Regions from separate parts of the Mus musculus genome. Here regions 1, 3, 4 and 5 are each linked to region 2. Evidence: chromatin contacts called from public HiChIP or PLAC-seq and promoter capture Hi-C data. All regions are on one chromosome and are shown on one strand. The core of a region is the stretch at or near the end of the contact, and the rest is flanking DNA. Distances in the headings are between cores, read along the strand shown. Region 1 overlaps Npas2 (neuronal PAS domain protein 2). Region 2 holds the start of Pdcl3 (phosducin-like 3). Region 3 overlaps Npas2 (neuronal PAS domain protein 2). Region 4 overlaps Tbc1d8 (TBC1 domain family, member 8). Region 5 holds the start of Tbc1d8 (TBC1 domain family, member 8).

What was found. Promoter capture Hi-C pulls out the DNA fragments that hold promoters and counts their contacts. HiChIP or PLAC-seq counts read pairs in DNA pulled down with a chosen protein or histone mark. Capture Hi-C pulls out chosen DNA fragments and counts their contacts.
Region 1: a contact with region 2 is called in an H3K4me3 HiChIP or PLAC-seq map of bone marrow-derived macrophages, with 3 times the contacts expected there. The contact joins the enhancer-like site here to the promoter of Pdcl3 in region 2. A contact is called at or near these places in 4 of 39 promoter capture datasets (cranial neural crest, liver and stem cell-derived epiblast-like cells), 3 of 115 datasets of contacts at active chromatin or transcription factors (acute myeloid leukemia, bone marrow-derived macrophages and double positive thymocytes) and 3 of 9 other capture datasets (adipose tissue, liver and pancreatic islet).
Region 3: an H3K27ac HiChIP or PLAC-seq map of trophoblast stem cells shows a contact between it and region 2, with 13 read pairs. The contact joins the enhancer-like site here to the promoter of Pdcl3 in region 2. A contact is called at or near these places in 7 of 39 promoter capture datasets (the HPC-7 cell line, cranial neural crest, embryonic stem cells and 2 more), 2 of 484 Hi-C or Micro-C datasets (the C2C12 cell line and the G1E-ER4 cell line), 9 of 115 datasets of contacts at active chromatin or transcription factors (embryonic stem cells, epiblast stem cells, kidney and 3 more) and 3 of 9 other capture datasets (adipose tissue, liver and pancreatic islet).
Region 4: a promoter capture Hi-C map of liver shows a contact between it and region 2, with 4 times the contacts expected there. The contact joins the enhancer-like site here to the promoter of Pdcl3 in region 2. A contact is called at or near these places in 7 of 39 promoter capture datasets (the 3T3-L1 cell line, 3T3-L1-derived adipocytes, the C10 cell line and 3 more), 1 of 484 Hi-C or Micro-C datasets (bone marrow-derived macrophages), 3 of 115 datasets of contacts at active chromatin or transcription factors (embryonic stem cells, epiblast stem cells and fibro-adipogenic progenitors) and 2 of 9 other capture datasets (adipose tissue and liver).
Region 5: a promoter capture Hi-C map of pancreatic islet shows a contact between it and region 2, with 8 times the contacts expected there. The contact joins the promoter of Tbc1d8 here to the promoter of Pdcl3 in region 2. A contact is called at or near these places in 8 of 39 promoter capture datasets (the 3T3-L1 cell line, the C10 cell line, the SN4741 cell line and 4 more), 7 of 484 Hi-C or Micro-C datasets (bone marrow-derived macrophages, embryonic stem cells, nephron progenitors and 1 more), 15 of 115 datasets of contacts at active chromatin or transcription factors (astrocytes, bone marrow-derived macrophages, cardiomyocytes and 9 more) and 5 of 9 other capture datasets (adipose tissue, embryonic stem cells, liver and 2 more).

The regions. Positions count from the first base shown.
Region 1 is chr1:39,312,447-39,315,335 of GRCm38.p6, forward strand. It overlaps Npas2 (neuronal PAS domain protein 2), which reads left to right. Exons shown (of 21, transcript NM_008719.2): 7 at 509-622. It also overlaps the pseudogene Gm3617. Among named protein-coding and RNA genes, the nearest start is that of Rpl31, 54 kb to the right of the region's middle. Within about 2 kb of position 1,380, at least 35 of the 459 cell types and tissues checked have an H3K27ac peak or open chromatin away from gene starts, as enhancers often do. A contact at or near this core is called in bone marrow-derived macrophages, where this site is marked.
Region 2 is chr1:38,986,556-38,989,358 of GRCm38.p6, forward strand. It overlaps Pdcl3 (phosducin-like 3), which reads left to right and starts at 1,259. Exons shown (of 6, transcript NM_026850.4): 1 at 1,259-1,294. The coding sequence starts at 1,289.
Region 3 is chr1:39,254,962-39,257,661 of GRCm38.p6, forward strand. All of the region lies in intron 1 of Npas2 (neuronal PAS domain protein 2), which reads left to right. Among named protein-coding and RNA genes, the nearest start is that of Npas2, 62 kb to the left of the region's middle. Within about 2 kb of position 1,275, at least 70 of the 459 cell types and tissues checked have an H3K27ac peak or open chromatin away from gene starts, as enhancers often do. A contact at or near this core is called in the C2C12 cell line and trophoblast stem cells, where this site is marked.
Region 4 is chr1:39,451,166-39,453,890 of GRCm38.p6, forward strand. The region is part of intron 1 of Tbc1d8 (TBC1 domain family, member 8); the gene reads right to left. Among named protein-coding and RNA genes, the nearest start is that of Tbc1d8, 26 kb to the right of the region's middle. Within about 2 kb of position 1,311, at least 21 of the 459 cell types and tissues checked have an H3K27ac peak or open chromatin away from gene starts, as enhancers often do. A contact at or near this core is called in liver, where this site is marked.
Region 5 is chr1:39,477,365-39,480,131 of GRCm38.p6, forward strand. Tbc1d8 (TBC1 domain family, member 8) reads right to left here and starts at 1,383. Exons shown (of 20, transcript NM_018775.4): 1 at 1,076-1,383. The coding sequence starts at 1,202.

The sequences.
Region 1 (2,889 bases), core at 130-2,629, 330 kb after region 2:
ATTTGGCAACCTAGATAGAAGGCAGGCCTCGGTGTGTGCTCACCACGCGCCGCCTAACGAAGCATACGCAATGGCAGGCAGTAGCAAAGACGCTTGCATTTGCTCAAGCCTCAGTCCATTTCCATGCATAATTGGTCCCGTCGTACATCTGATTTCCCTTCAAAGCAAAGCAAAAAAGAGATTAAATTAAAGAGAGCGGCTCTATGCGAGCAGCTTTATTTTAGTACGCCATGTGAAAACAACCAGAACTAATCGATGCCGACATAACCAACCACAGACATCTGTGGGTAGATTGACTAATTGGGTCCAAGTATAGAATACGGAGTATGGATGAGCTGCAGGGAGAACGGCCTGGAGCTGCAAGGGTTAGAAGCCAGGTCTAACGGCCCGTCATACGGAGAAAACCACACAGGCCACGCGTGGAGCAAACCCTACAGGCGCAACTTGTTTAGTCTGGAGTCTGTGTAACCCTCCTCTCCCTTTCTCTTTTCTCCCTCTAACGACCCAGCTGACAACGATTTAGAGTTTTATTGCCATCTTCTCAGAGGCAGCTTGAACCCAAAGGAATTTCCAACTTACGAATATATAAAATTTGTAGGAAATTTTCGCTCTTACAACAATGGTAAGCTTTAATCGTCCTATTCTTTCAATGGTGTCTTTTATCATGCAAACGTGTACCTGAGGTCCCAAGAATTATTATTTCATGCCTGCGTTTGGATTTTTCCTGTTTCTGGGACCAACAGAGAGAGAGAGAGAGAGAGAGAGAGAGAGAGAGAGAGAGAGAGAGAGAGAGAGAGAGAGAGAGAGTATGTGTGTGTGTGTGTGTGTGTATGTGTCTGTGTGTGTGTGTCTGTTTGTGTTCACCAGTGCCCTCTCACATTCAAGAGTGCATCTTGTGCCAGTGTGCACACTCACCCTGAATTGTATGAGATCCATTCATTTGTTTTCGAGCTGATGAGATAATCTTGTGCAGTGAGGAATAGTTTAGTTAATAAGGACCAGGCTCAGCCTGCAGACTCTGCCAAACAGGCCTGTGCTGTGACACCCAGCTATGTCCCCTTTGCTCCCGGCATGTTTGTCTCCCCTGTACAGACTGCTGCAGGTCTGATGTAATAGGCCTGGCTCACAGGTCTTCACTCACTACCGTCCCTGTGCACACTTAGTAAGGAGGCTGCTTTACCATGAGCCAGGAATTCTGCATTGGAGAAATTATCACACAGAAGTCAGTTTGATTTTCAGAAACTGCCAAAACGGCTAGTTGCCCAACCTCTAACTGCAGAGACATGAGCTCTAACCTATACTTAAACACTCCTTCTTACTTGTGACCCATGCTAAATGGGAATACAGCTCTAATGCCAGACGTTTCAAAACCAGGTTCCTTTCTGGGTGAAGCACTGAAAGGCCCACTTCCTTATTTGCCATGGCCCTCAAACGCCACACAAAGTAGAAAAGCTAATATTTCCTAAAACAGCAAAGAAAAAAAAAAAGCAGAAGGTGCTGATGGGAACTGGGGGAGGAGGAGAAAAGGAGGGAATGATATCAGAAGAAAGTAGAGTGGGTGCTGAGCTGCAGAGAGGAGGAGGGCCTGTGGGAGGCACAGGGAACACAGAACAGCTCGAACTTCTGCTGCCTTAGTTACTACTGTTTGACTCGGGACCCACCTGGGGCTGTTCACTCCAGCCAGATTAGCCCAGGTTCCAATGGAGCAAGCCAACATTACAGCACCGCGTCCCAGTGCTGAGGCTAACTGGATTTTTTTTTTTCTTTCCACCCTAAATGATCCTTGGCTGCATGGTATTTGAATAAACACACATGCTTCATTTAAAAGGCTTCAAGGAGATGCTAAGTAGGGTAAACCTGCCAGCGTGATTTTCAGGTCCTTGTCCAGGGATTTTGCCTGGAGAGTATCCTCTATGGCTGGCTTGGCTCTTCAGGGGACCAGTCCATCCAGGGGAGGGAAGGCAATTCCTTCTTCTATGTGGGCCCCTAAGTCTGAATGAAGCCAAGGCCTGACCATGTCTGATCTGGCTAATCTGAAAAGCTTGGTCAAACTTCATGAGACAAAGTTAAGGAAGCCGTTACACAGCAGTAAGTGGTAGACAGCAGGCTGCCCGCCCAACTGAAGAAGTTGGCATCTGATGATAGGAAAGCCAACACCATGCCAACCCCAGAACAGCTAGATGCCGCAGCTTGTTAAAATGCAAATTCTTAGGCTTTGTTCAAAGATGCAAGTTCAAGGGGCCCAAGGCCCAGGACCATGAGGAGTGACTATAGGAGTCTTAAACATTGAGAATTCATTATTGTATCATTCCCTAGAGATCAATAGTGCTCCTTCCAATCAGCTCTATTGTTGACTATAAGGAAGGGGCTATTCAACGAAGGCATGAAATGTGCTGACTTGTTAAGAACTAAACCCACTCTTCCTGGAAGCAGCCAGAGGTCACCTGCCAAGATGGTTCGCTACTCTCTTGACCCAGAAAACCCCACAAAATCATGCAAATCAAGAGGTTCAAACCTTCGTGTTCACTTTAAGAACACTCGGGAAACTGCCCAGGCCATCAAGGGTATGCATATCAGCAGAGCCACCAAGTATCTGAAGGATGTCACTTTAAAGAAGCAATGTGTGCCATTCCGGTGTTATAATGGAGGAGTTGGTAGGTGCGCCCAGGCCAAACAGTGGGGCTGGACACAGGGTCAGTGGCCAAAAAAGAGTGCTGAATTTTTGCTGCACATGCTTAAAAATGCAGAGAGTAACGCTGAACTTAAGGGTTTAGACTTAGATTCTCTAGTCATTGAACACATCCTGGTGAACAAGGCACCTAGGATACGCCGACTAACCTACAGAGCTCATGGCGGGATTAACCCATACATGAGCTCCCCCTGCCACAG
Region 2 (2,803 bases), core at 9-2,508:
AAGCAACTGGGAACATTATTTCCAATACACCAGGATACATCTTTCAGTGGATCCACCTGGAGCAAGGAAAGGGCAAACCACACCTGCTTTACTGCTGTGCGGTGGAGAGAAGCCTGTGATCAAAGTCCCTCAAGTTAAACTATCTCACAAACTGATTTTGGAAGTGAAAACTGGGAAAATTCATTCACAACACTAGGCAAATTAATTAACACTTTAAAAGGTCTGTCTGTAATCTGGTTGGAATGTGTTGGGTTAAATTAAATCCATGCTCCTTGTTTTTTTCAGGGAATAGTGTAATTTTTTTTCTATATTAGTGATTATTCCCCAGAAATTATCAGTTCCGAGTCCTCAGCTGCAGGGATTTAAGTTGTCTGGAAATAACACCTTAGTGTAACTGTAGTTTTTGTTTGTTTTTATAGACAGAGGTTCACTCTCTAGCCCTGGCTGGGTCTCCTGAGTATTGGAATTATAGATGTGAACTACCACACCTAGACACCTGCAGTTTTGAAAGCTCCTTGGTAATTCCAAAGTGTACCCACGGTGTGTGCTTGAGCAGAGGCAGCAAGGTAGTCCAGGGCTGTGGAAGGCCTTTTAACTCCCGTGCTCTCAGTTCCAGCTCCGAATGCTGTGGATCGCCCTGGAGCCTGTGCTTTTGCTCAGGGTCACACGAGTCTGGTATTAACCAGAGAAAATGATTCTCACTGTGGCCTTTTCCTTTTGTGAGGGTGAAGGGGCGTGGAGCCCAGGCGTTCCCCACTCCACCGGTTTCTCAAATCTGATGCTGTAACCGCAGAGGTTAGACTATGCTCTAAACAAACCCAGTGAGCTCAGTAAACAAACCCAATAAGCAATTCATCCCATTCAACAGAGAAGGTGTGTGACCTCCAGGTGACCCGGGTCACTTTTAATCCTAGCATCGGGTCACTGTCAGGCAATTCTGCTTCCGACAGGCTCCGATTGGCGGCCCGGGAAGTCGCAGAACCTATGCTTACCTCGGGTCAGCCCCAAACAACCAGCCACTTTCCCTAACAAGGTAGCGCCTGGACATGGCCCGAATGACGTCACCCTATAGTCCCACCCACCGGAGGCACGGCCTGTCATTCCAACGCTCTCAGCCTTCGCCCGGGTTCCTGAGGACCAGGCGCAGACTCCAGTCTTCACTTCCTCCTTGGCTCCGCCCTTTTCGTGCCTGGGGGCGGGGAGAAGACCGGAGGGGGCGGTGCCGCGCGTGCGCGGAGAGGAGCGGAGGGGCTGGGGCAGAGGGCTGGTTTGAGTGACTGAAGGCAAGATGCAGGTGAGTGTGGCGAGCTCGGGACCCCAAGTCTGCGGTCGTTTGGCTTGGTGGGCTCGCGCCAGACCCGGAGCCGGGTCTACATGGATTAGTTACAGAACTCGGCGGACTGCGGGGAGGCCCGGCGCAGGCGCACTGCGAGAGGGCGGGTGCGGTCCCTCCGGCCTCCTGGGCTGGGCACTCCTGCTCCGGTGCGTCCTGCCCCGCAAATCTCTGTCCTTTGGTAGGCACCGGACTTTGGGCTCGTTCTCCTCCAGGCCTGATGAAGGCCCCGACCCTCCTGCCATCTAGAGCTGACTCTAGATGGTCCGTTGGGAGTGCTTTCTGGTTTCCAGATCTGAACTCTAGGCCTCACGACTATTGTTAATTTCTAATATGAAGAAAGGTGGAACTCCTTAGCAATTTTTTTTCCTTTTTTGAGCTGGAATTAGACAAAAGCCCAAAGAAAGTGTGTTAGAGAACCGCATCGGAATAGCCTTAGAAGAGCAAAAGTATGCGTCAGCCACTTTGTCGCCAACCTTCTATGTGGCTGTGTTTAAGGATTCTGAAGAGTCTGGATGGAGGGTAGATGGACCGTGTAGTTGTGGGCTCCGGCTTAAGAGACAGACCTTGGGGACTGGAGGGGGTGGTCATCTACACATTCAGCAAGCCGGCCACACCTACACCTGGGAGGCAAGAACAGGCTCAAGTAAAGGGATATACCTAGTATTTTGTGCTTACTAAACATTAGCCGTCAGGAGTGACTCTGGAGCAGGCCAGGCGTCTGCTATTCTCAGATTTATCCTTTAGACTCTAAAGCTTAGGGAAGTCTGTGGGTCTAGCCACAGTCTTCCTCTTCCCCAAGTCTACTGCAGGCTCTCAGGACAGACAGATGGTCAGTCAGCATGTCACAGCGTTTTTGCATTTTCAGGTCCCTCTGCCTGGAATGTAACTTCCTTTGGTCTCCAGGTTCCTCTCGTTGGGGAAGAGTTCTCAGGACTCAGATAAACCTTCTTTAATTAGTGCGTAGCTCTGACCTGTTGTTTAGAGAGGCCCAGCTTCAAGCAGACACCTTTCATGGTTTATGTAGGGTTAGCCAGTCGTCTCCTGGTGTTTTGGGGTTTTGTTTGTTTGTTTGTTTTTTCTGAAGCTGAAATGCGCAGGTTTCTGGTTAAGACAGTGTTTGCTGTATCGTTGCGTAGCTCTGACCTGTTGTTTAGAGAGGCCCAGCTTCAAGCAGACACCTTTCATGGTTTATGTAGGGTTAGCCAGTCGTCTCCTGGTGTTTTGGGGTTTTGTTTGTTTGTTTGTTTTTTCTGAAGCTGAAATGCGCAGGTTTCTGGTTAAGACAGTGTTTGCTGTATCGTTGGCGGTCACTTCTCAAGGAAGGGGAACTGGTGGATGTTCACCCCTTTGAGAAAAAGGAAGGGATAAGCAGTCGACAGCAGCAGGAGCCAGGGTCTTAGGGTCACTACCGCCACCCGTCAAAAGCATCCAGGGAAGAAAGGGTTAATTGGGCTCACACTTCTATAT
Region 3 (2,700 bases), core at 25-2,524, 270 kb after region 2:
CTGAACCTCAGCATTTGAGGGACAGGGTGGGGGTGGGGGGAGGCAGAGCTAGGTAGAGCCCCAGAGCTTGCTGGCCAGCCAGCCTAGCCAATCAGTCAGCTCCAGGTTCAGTGAGAGATCCTGCCTCACGCACGGTAAGCTAGAAGGAAAAGGAGGTGGCTCAGCAATAAAAACACTTGCCCACCCGAGCCTAGCAGCCTGGGTTCAATCCCTAAGATCCATAGTGGAAGGAGAGCGCTAACTCCCAAAGTGGCCCTCCAACGTCCAAATGCTGCGGTATACACATGCCGACTTTGACCTCTGGCCTCTGCTGTGTATGCAAGGTCAAGAACACTTGCACATATACACATGGAGGAGGTGGAGGGAGGAAAAAGAAAGCCTCTGTCCTGCTTGCAAACCCTCACAGGGGATGCTGGGCCTCTCCTTTGACCAGCCATGCCCTAGGTCCAGGCCAGGCTTACTTCACACTCGACCATAGGGAAGCATAGCAAAAATGGTCTTGTTCTGTGGTCAGGAGAGGAGCAGGGCAGCCATAGTGGGTTCCTAGCCTGGATGCACCACTACACTAAACTGTGCAGGGCCGAATAAGAAGGACCTTGTGAGGGGCCAGAGCCTTGAGGACATCTGGATAGGACTGTCGGTACAATTTCAGTTCCTTCATGACATCAGGCCAAGAGACAAGGAGTAGCTAACCACACAAATTGACCGGAGAGTTCCCAACACACCCTGTTTTCTCATGACCAGGACATTTGAACAAGCTGTGCCAGCCAGCCCTTATGCACTCAGCTGAACTGTACGAGAGCCAACTGAGGACAGACAGGGAGGTTTAACCTCACGGATACCTTTTAAAAGGAAGTATAACAAATCACAGTCCTGTGAAGCAAGAAAACCTCTTGCTGCTGCTGCTGCTGCTGCTGCTGCTGATGCTGATGCTGATGCTGCTGCTGATGCTGATGCTGATGCTGTCTTAGATATTCCCCTCGCGAGCTTCCTGTAGCCTGGGAGCTCTGCTCAGACCTGGTGTGATCAGAGGCAGTGGGCAGTGTTCAGGCAGACAAGACACTACCTGAACTCTAAATGAAAGAAGTAAAGGTGTGGCAAGGGAGAGGAGGAGGAGGACTCAGTGCTAACTGCTGATGCTCGGTCCGTCTTGGTGTGTGGCATCAGATAGACCGGACTGGATTCCAGATAGCCTGTTTCTAGCCACTGTCTTATAGGAGAGGAGAGGATCCTAGTGGTGTGTCCTCTTGTCTGTGGAAGGCAAGTCGTAACCACATCAGTTACTGATGACATCATCAGACCCGGGATCCAGCAAAAGCCACCACAAGACCAGAGGAGGAGAGGTTGAAGGCATTCAAACCTAAATCCAGCTCACACTCACACTAACTCTCCTGCCTCCACCAGCCAGTGGTTCACGTGAAACATCCCACGTCTTGGTTAAACGTTATAGGAAACTCTGATGTTAATCCCCGACACCATACCCCAGTGTCCAAACTAGTTTGATTTCTGTGCCCGAGAACATCTTGTTTCTCTTTTGCTCCCTTCGAAGCCTTAAGCCCATTTAGGATGACGTTTTCCAGACTCAGCGGGATCTCCTGGAACACAGCTACCTGGAGAGAGAAACAGGGCCCCACACCACACAGAGACCCTTTGGGTTTGTCTTTGGCAGTGGCTCCCAACAAAGACTGTGTGTGACTCAGCCACAAGAGTGACTCATAAGCCTCCTGCCCCTCTTACTGATTTCACTAGGCATCCATTGTCCACACCCTGGCCACATACTGTCACTCAGGACGGACCACAGTGTGGCTTGAACTCTCGTAAAAGGGGCCGCCCAGAGGGAATCTTCAGGGATGGAGAAGTAGATGACAAAGATTACAGGAACCTTGTGGACTGTTACAATGGTCCTTCCGCCCAGATACTGCAGCCATTTGTAGGTTGGAAAGGCTTGTCTGACCAAAGGTATCATTGTAAGTTGATTTAATAACACATTTTCTAACTTTCTCCATTCATTCCTTCATGAACTATGTCATCATTTCCCTGAACAATGAATCACCATGCCCTTGGAAGAAGGCAACTAACTATAAAAGAAAAATCAGAGTCACAAAAGGCAGATGAAGCCCCAGCCTTGGCCTTGTAGATGCTTGTGGCAGAGTTTCTGGTAGTCGGGGGAGCTCTGTGGGGGTCTGGTCATGGGCTCACCCTGGGCTCTCTGTGAAACCATGGGAAAAGCTCTTGAGATGTGGCTTCTTGTGGCCAGCGCTGGATTCAACCAGAGTTGCCATCAAATCTGTCAGACTGGCTCTTCCCCAATTGGGGAATGTGCCAGAACTTGAGAATTCCATAATTGAAGGGAAGCTAGGGATTGTGGAGGCAGCTGCTGCCTCTCTGGTTTTTTATTGCCTGTTTGTCGAGGAAGAATCACAAGGTAGAAGTCACTTCCTACTTTCCCCCAAATGATGAGGGGGAACATCTCCAGTTCATTAGCACCTGTCCTTCAAAGCCTTTTTATAACAGAAAAAATAATGAGAAAAAATGCTGTCCATCTCCGGACCTGAGGCCCCTCATCAGGGCCTCCTGGCAGGACAGAAGGTACATTCACTGTTCACGAGAGATAAACCCAGCCAGTGGGGAGATGTGTGTGCTTACTGTCCCCTGTTTTGATTTCAACTTGTTCTTGTTTTCCGAGTTTTGATTTTCTTC
Region 4 (2,725 bases), core at 61-2,560, 460 kb after region 2:
AAGTGGGCTGGCCCAATCTCCAATGTTCAGGAAGATTCCTCAGGCAAGGTCACACAGTACAAATAAATAGGAGCCGACTCATCCAAAGCAGCCCTTTAACCGCAGCACTCGGGTGGGCAGCTTCTAAGGGGCCAATGCGCATTCCCCAGAGACTACACCTCCTACCTAAAGCAAGGGGTAGGATGTCCCCACAAGGCCTCCGTACTCCTTAGCCCCATGAAATTACATGGGTACAGTTGTAAAATTCTGTGTAAAAACATGAGCTCATGCGACAGATAGAGTTCAGCTGGAAGGCTGGCCCAGAGTGCACAAAGCCTGGGTTCCATGCCTAGCTCCACATGAAACGGGTGTGGTGGTACACACTAATAACTCAGGAACTTAGAAGGTGGATAGAGAAGGGTCAGAAGTTCAAGGTCACCAACAAATCCACAGCCTGGGAGACACAAGACATCATTTTTAAGAAATCGAACGTGAACCCTGGAGTAAGATCTTTCTCCTGTATTTTGCTGGCCATCTACACTTGCCATTGATTTATGAAAGCAATCAAGGAAGAATCAGTACACAAATCAGTACACAAAAATCTCACTACATATCCCTGACTAGCCTGGAGCTTAGCACGGAAACCAGGATGGCTTTGAACTCATGGGTAATCACCTGTCTCCACCTCAGAGCACCACAGTATGTGCCACTGCCTGGCTGGTGTGTGTTTGTTGATGTTTTTTTATTAACTTACACCAATTATACAGAATATACTCAGCCCTTCCTGTAATCTTCTCTAGTCCCCCCTCACTCACCCTTGACCCATAACCTTTTCTAGTCCCCTCAACCCCATTTCCTCTGATTCTTTTTCTTTCCAACTAGTTTCCAACCTGCTCTCTCGCCTGGTTTTGTTTTTTATGACTCAATGAGTTTCATCAGGGCAGTTCACAGGGATATGTTGGACCTTACCAGTTGCTCTACCACTGAAGAAAATGTCTCTCCCTCTGCTGTTAATGCAGGGCGCATTAACACAGAAATCCTCAGGGAGGGATGAGGCCTAATAAGCCCTGGCTCTTGTCTTCTGATTTAAGAACTAAATTATGCCGGGCATAGCTGGACGCACTTGTAGCCTACTGCTTACAGTTGGGGCACAAGGATCAGTTTAAGGCCAGATTGCACTTTATAGTGAAATCTTGTCTCAAAGAACTAACAAACAACAACCCTGAAAGCTGTAATACTGACCTGGCAGAGATGCCACGGCCACTGGTCAAGCATGGGTGAAGGTTATGGGTGTAACCAACTGCATTCTGGGTAGATCTGAGGCTTACTCGGCAGAAAGAGCCCCAGGCCTGTGTTGTAACCTGGTCAAAAGCCTATGGCCCAGGAGATCATGGGTCCTACTGGGACCTAATGCTAACTGTTTTGCTATTTTTCTAAATGGATACATTGTTTCCATTAGGTGGATAAGCTTTCTAAGTATTTTTATACCCACAGATTAGCGAGGCTCTCAACCTTGGCCAGAGAAGCTTCTCTCTGAAGCAGACCACAGTTATTACAGAGACTCGAGGTGCTCAAGGCTCTGGAGAAAAATGACTACTGTGTCTTAACTGGGAGACCAAGATCAACCAGCATACCCACTGACAGGCTCTGGGACACTAGGGAAGAGGGGGTGGAAACACTTCAACAGCCAGAGGACAGGAAGGGGAGCTGCAGGACACTGACTGATGGCGGCGTGGTATGGCCACTGCACTCACACACTTACAGCTGCGGTCACCTCCTCAAGATCAAGCCAACAAGACCAACACTGCAGGAGGAGATACTAACTGGACTCTGGGTTTAAAAAAAGAAGTCATGAGATGTGTTAGAAAGTGCTGAAGTATAGAGTAGGGGTGAATACAACACACACACACACACATACATACATATACACATTCACACACATACACAGTCACATACACACACATACACAGTCACATACACACATATATACACACTCACACATACACATGCACAAATATACACACATACACATATACACACAAACACACACATATATATGCACACATATACACACACATATAAACACACATCAACAAATAAATAAAAGATTAAAAAGTATTGAATAGCCAGTCATCATGGTGGTACACACCTTTAATCCCAACACTTCGGAGGCAGAGGCAAGGGGATCTCTGAGTCTGAGGCCAGCTTGGTCTACAGGACAAGTTCCAGAGCAGCTAGGGAGACATAGTAACTATGTCAAGAAGTGAGGGGAAGGAAGGAGGCAGGGAATAAATAAAGAGGGACAGGAAGGCAGGACTGAGAACAATGTATCAAGATATAACCCCATCTTGGCAGCTGTCATGGCTCCCTCCCAAAGACAGCAGCCCTTGTGATAAACAGGAGCCATAAATGCTGTACATGGAACCACAAACACTCCAGAGCTAGCCAGGATTTAAACGGTTACAAGACAAAAAAAATTTTTTTCCCAAGACAAGGTTTCTCTGTATAGCCCTGGCTGTCCTGGAACTCACTCTATAGACCAGACTGGCCTCGAACTCAGAAATCTGCCTGCCTCTGCCTCCTTAATGCTGGGATTAAAGGCGTGCGCTGCCACTGCCTGGCTAATTAGACTTAAAAAATTTAAAGCCACACCCTCCCCCACCCTGCAGACACACTTGTAATCCTCAGAAAATGGCCAGGTCTGTCACCATGGCTCTGAGCCTTGGTCAACATTTAAAATGTGATT
Region 5 (2,767 bases), core at 133-2,632, 490 kb after region 2:
CGTGGCCACTCAGCTGCCCAGAACGTTCCACTGTCTACTAACCCTTTCAACCAGAATCCTGTGGTCTCCTACCCACTACTGAATTCTCAGGAGAGTCTCGGTTGTCATCGTGGACCCTGACCCCACCCTACACCTGCTAGCTTTTCCTGAAGCTAAAATACATGATTTTAGGTAGAAGCATATTCCTCATTTCTCCAACCAGACTCTGCTCCCAAAGGGCCGTCTCCAGACTGGCCCAGGTGCAGACAGTCACCAGCAATTAACCCGAGCGCACCGTTTAGGTCTGTTGACCCCCTCAGCGACATTCAGTAGAAGGTTATGAAAGGACCATCATCTGAAGTCCCTTTTACCAGAGGTGGCTCCTTAACCAAAGGAATCATTCCAACCCCCTAGGCAAAACACGACAATTCCCCTTCCCTGATTGAGCAGGTGCTCTAGCTAATAACGCGAGCTGATCCCAATCTCTTAACAGCTTTGAGCCATAACTTTTAGAAGGGGAAAATGCCTTGCTTGGAGACAACTTCAAAGCCTATCGTATTTTTGTCCTATCGTTCCACAGAAGACATTGAAAGGAGAAACAAAAGCGGCATGCTTAACTTCGCTACGCAACTATAGTGCCTCAGTTTCCCCTCGAAGCGAAGACAGCCCCCGCCTCCTGGGCCAGAAAGTCCTGGATCTCTAGAACCTCCCGATGATCTGGCCTGAAGTCCGCAGCTGCAACACCACCTGGAGCCACAGCTGCGTCCAGATGGCCAAGTCCGGGCCTGCCTGGGCGCACCCTTCTGTCACCTGGCGGGGCCCTAGGGCGCCCCGATCTCGCTGCCTTGGGGCAAGCTCTAGAAGCTGCGTCTCCAGCGTTCGCGAGCCAGGTCACACCAGATGCACCTGCCTCTCTCGGCCCGTGGGTCCCTGAGCTCCAAGCCCGACCGGAGCTCGCGTGAGAAACGCAGGAAAAAGGAAAACAAGCCATAGGCAGGGCCGTCCTGGCCTCGTCGGCTGCCACCGAGACACCACCTGCGACGCGGCCGGGCGGCAGGGACAGAGGCCGGGCCGGGCCGCCGCGCGCGCCCCTTACCGGTGAGGCGGCCGCCCCCCTCGCCGTGCCCGCGGCGCCGCTGCAAGACGAAGTAGCAGCTGCTCTTCTGGGTCACCCAGAGCTTCAGCGCGTTCTTGAGCAGCACCTCCTCGGGCTTGAGCCACATCGCGGCGAACCTGCCGCGCCTGCGGGTCCCGGTTCACATCGCCCCAGCAGCCGGCCGCACCGGGCCGAGCCCGCTTGGAAGGAGGCGGCGGGAACTGCGCGCGGAGACAGAAGCGGGAGCGCCTGCCGAGCCCCGGAGCGCGGAGACCACAGCTCGCCGGGCTCACCCCGCGCTGCCTGCCGTGGCCCCGCCCCGGCTAGACCCTGCCCACCAGCCGCGGTCCCGCCCACCCCCGAAGCCACGCCCTCCACCCTCCCCGAGGCTCCAGTGGCGCCTCCCTGGTTTCCTAGTCTCTGCGGCTCCCGGCCAGGGTTCCGGAGTGGCGGGAGGAAATCGGAGCCACTGCCAGGTCTCCTCCCTCTAGTCCCGGACGAGTCTCGAATTCCCTCCTTCCCGGTAGGAAGCGAGCAACTGCGCAAGTTGTCTCCACGCTCCTTGTTTAAAAGCTGGAGGAAGGACCTAGGGGGAAAAGACATCTTGTTATCCAAGCTGCAGGTTGCCCAACCCAGAGTCTTAACCTTAAAGAGCACAATGCACGCCAGTAAACTGGAGTGTGTTCAAGTTTCAAATAACCAAAAGCTAACACTGAAAATTGGAGACAATTGTATCTGGATTTTTTTTTAATGCTGCGCTCTTCATTTTTTTTTTAAATTAACACAGAATGCTACATATTTTAGTCCATATATACAGCAAGGAGAGGGTCAGAGAAATTGCTTTCCGTTAATTCAAACATTTACATTTCTTCTTTATTACATTTTATTTATTGGAGGGGGTGGTCACGAGAGACAGTTTGGCGCGTGGAAGTCAGAAGACAACTTTGAGGAGTCAGTCTTGGCTTCCATTATGTGGACCCTGGGAATCCAACTCAGGTCATCAGGCCTGGCAGCAGGAGTCATTCTTGACATCCCCCACTTATTATTTCTCTTACAGAATATTTTTTCATGCTTTTGTAAGGATACAACTGAAGCTATAGGAGAGGTGGCAACGCAGAAACCTGAGTCCAGCAGCAGACCATACTGAACACTGAATGTCTTACAGAGACATAGGACCTAGAAGGCACCACTATGAGACTCACCCCTGCAGGTCCTCTCCGGAAAAAAATAAGGCTCTTGTGTCTATTCTGAGAAAACATTAAAGAAAAAAACAAACCCACTAGAACATGGGAGCAGGTAATAGTAACGAGAAGCCACGGGGCATGTGAGTACAGGGTTTTAAATAAATATTTTCTCTAGGCTAGAGTAGACATGTTAGCTGTCCTTGAAAAAGGCCGAGGGAAAGGGATCCACGTGTTCTCTGTGGGGAGGTGGTTAGATCGGATATCTTAGCCAAAGGGAGGGGAAAGGTTCCCTTAGTCCCTGGGTTTTGACAAAAGGACAAAATGTGGTTGTTAAGTAGGACAGAACTGGAAAGTAGAAGCTGTCCTGGGGGAGGATCAGAAACTGGTCAGATCCAACAGACAGTAGCCCTGTAGAAAGCAAAGTGAGACGGGAGGTTGGGGGATGGGGAGGACGGTGGAGGGGAAAATAAGCAAGTTTTAGAGCCATGTTGTATACAAATGTCACCAC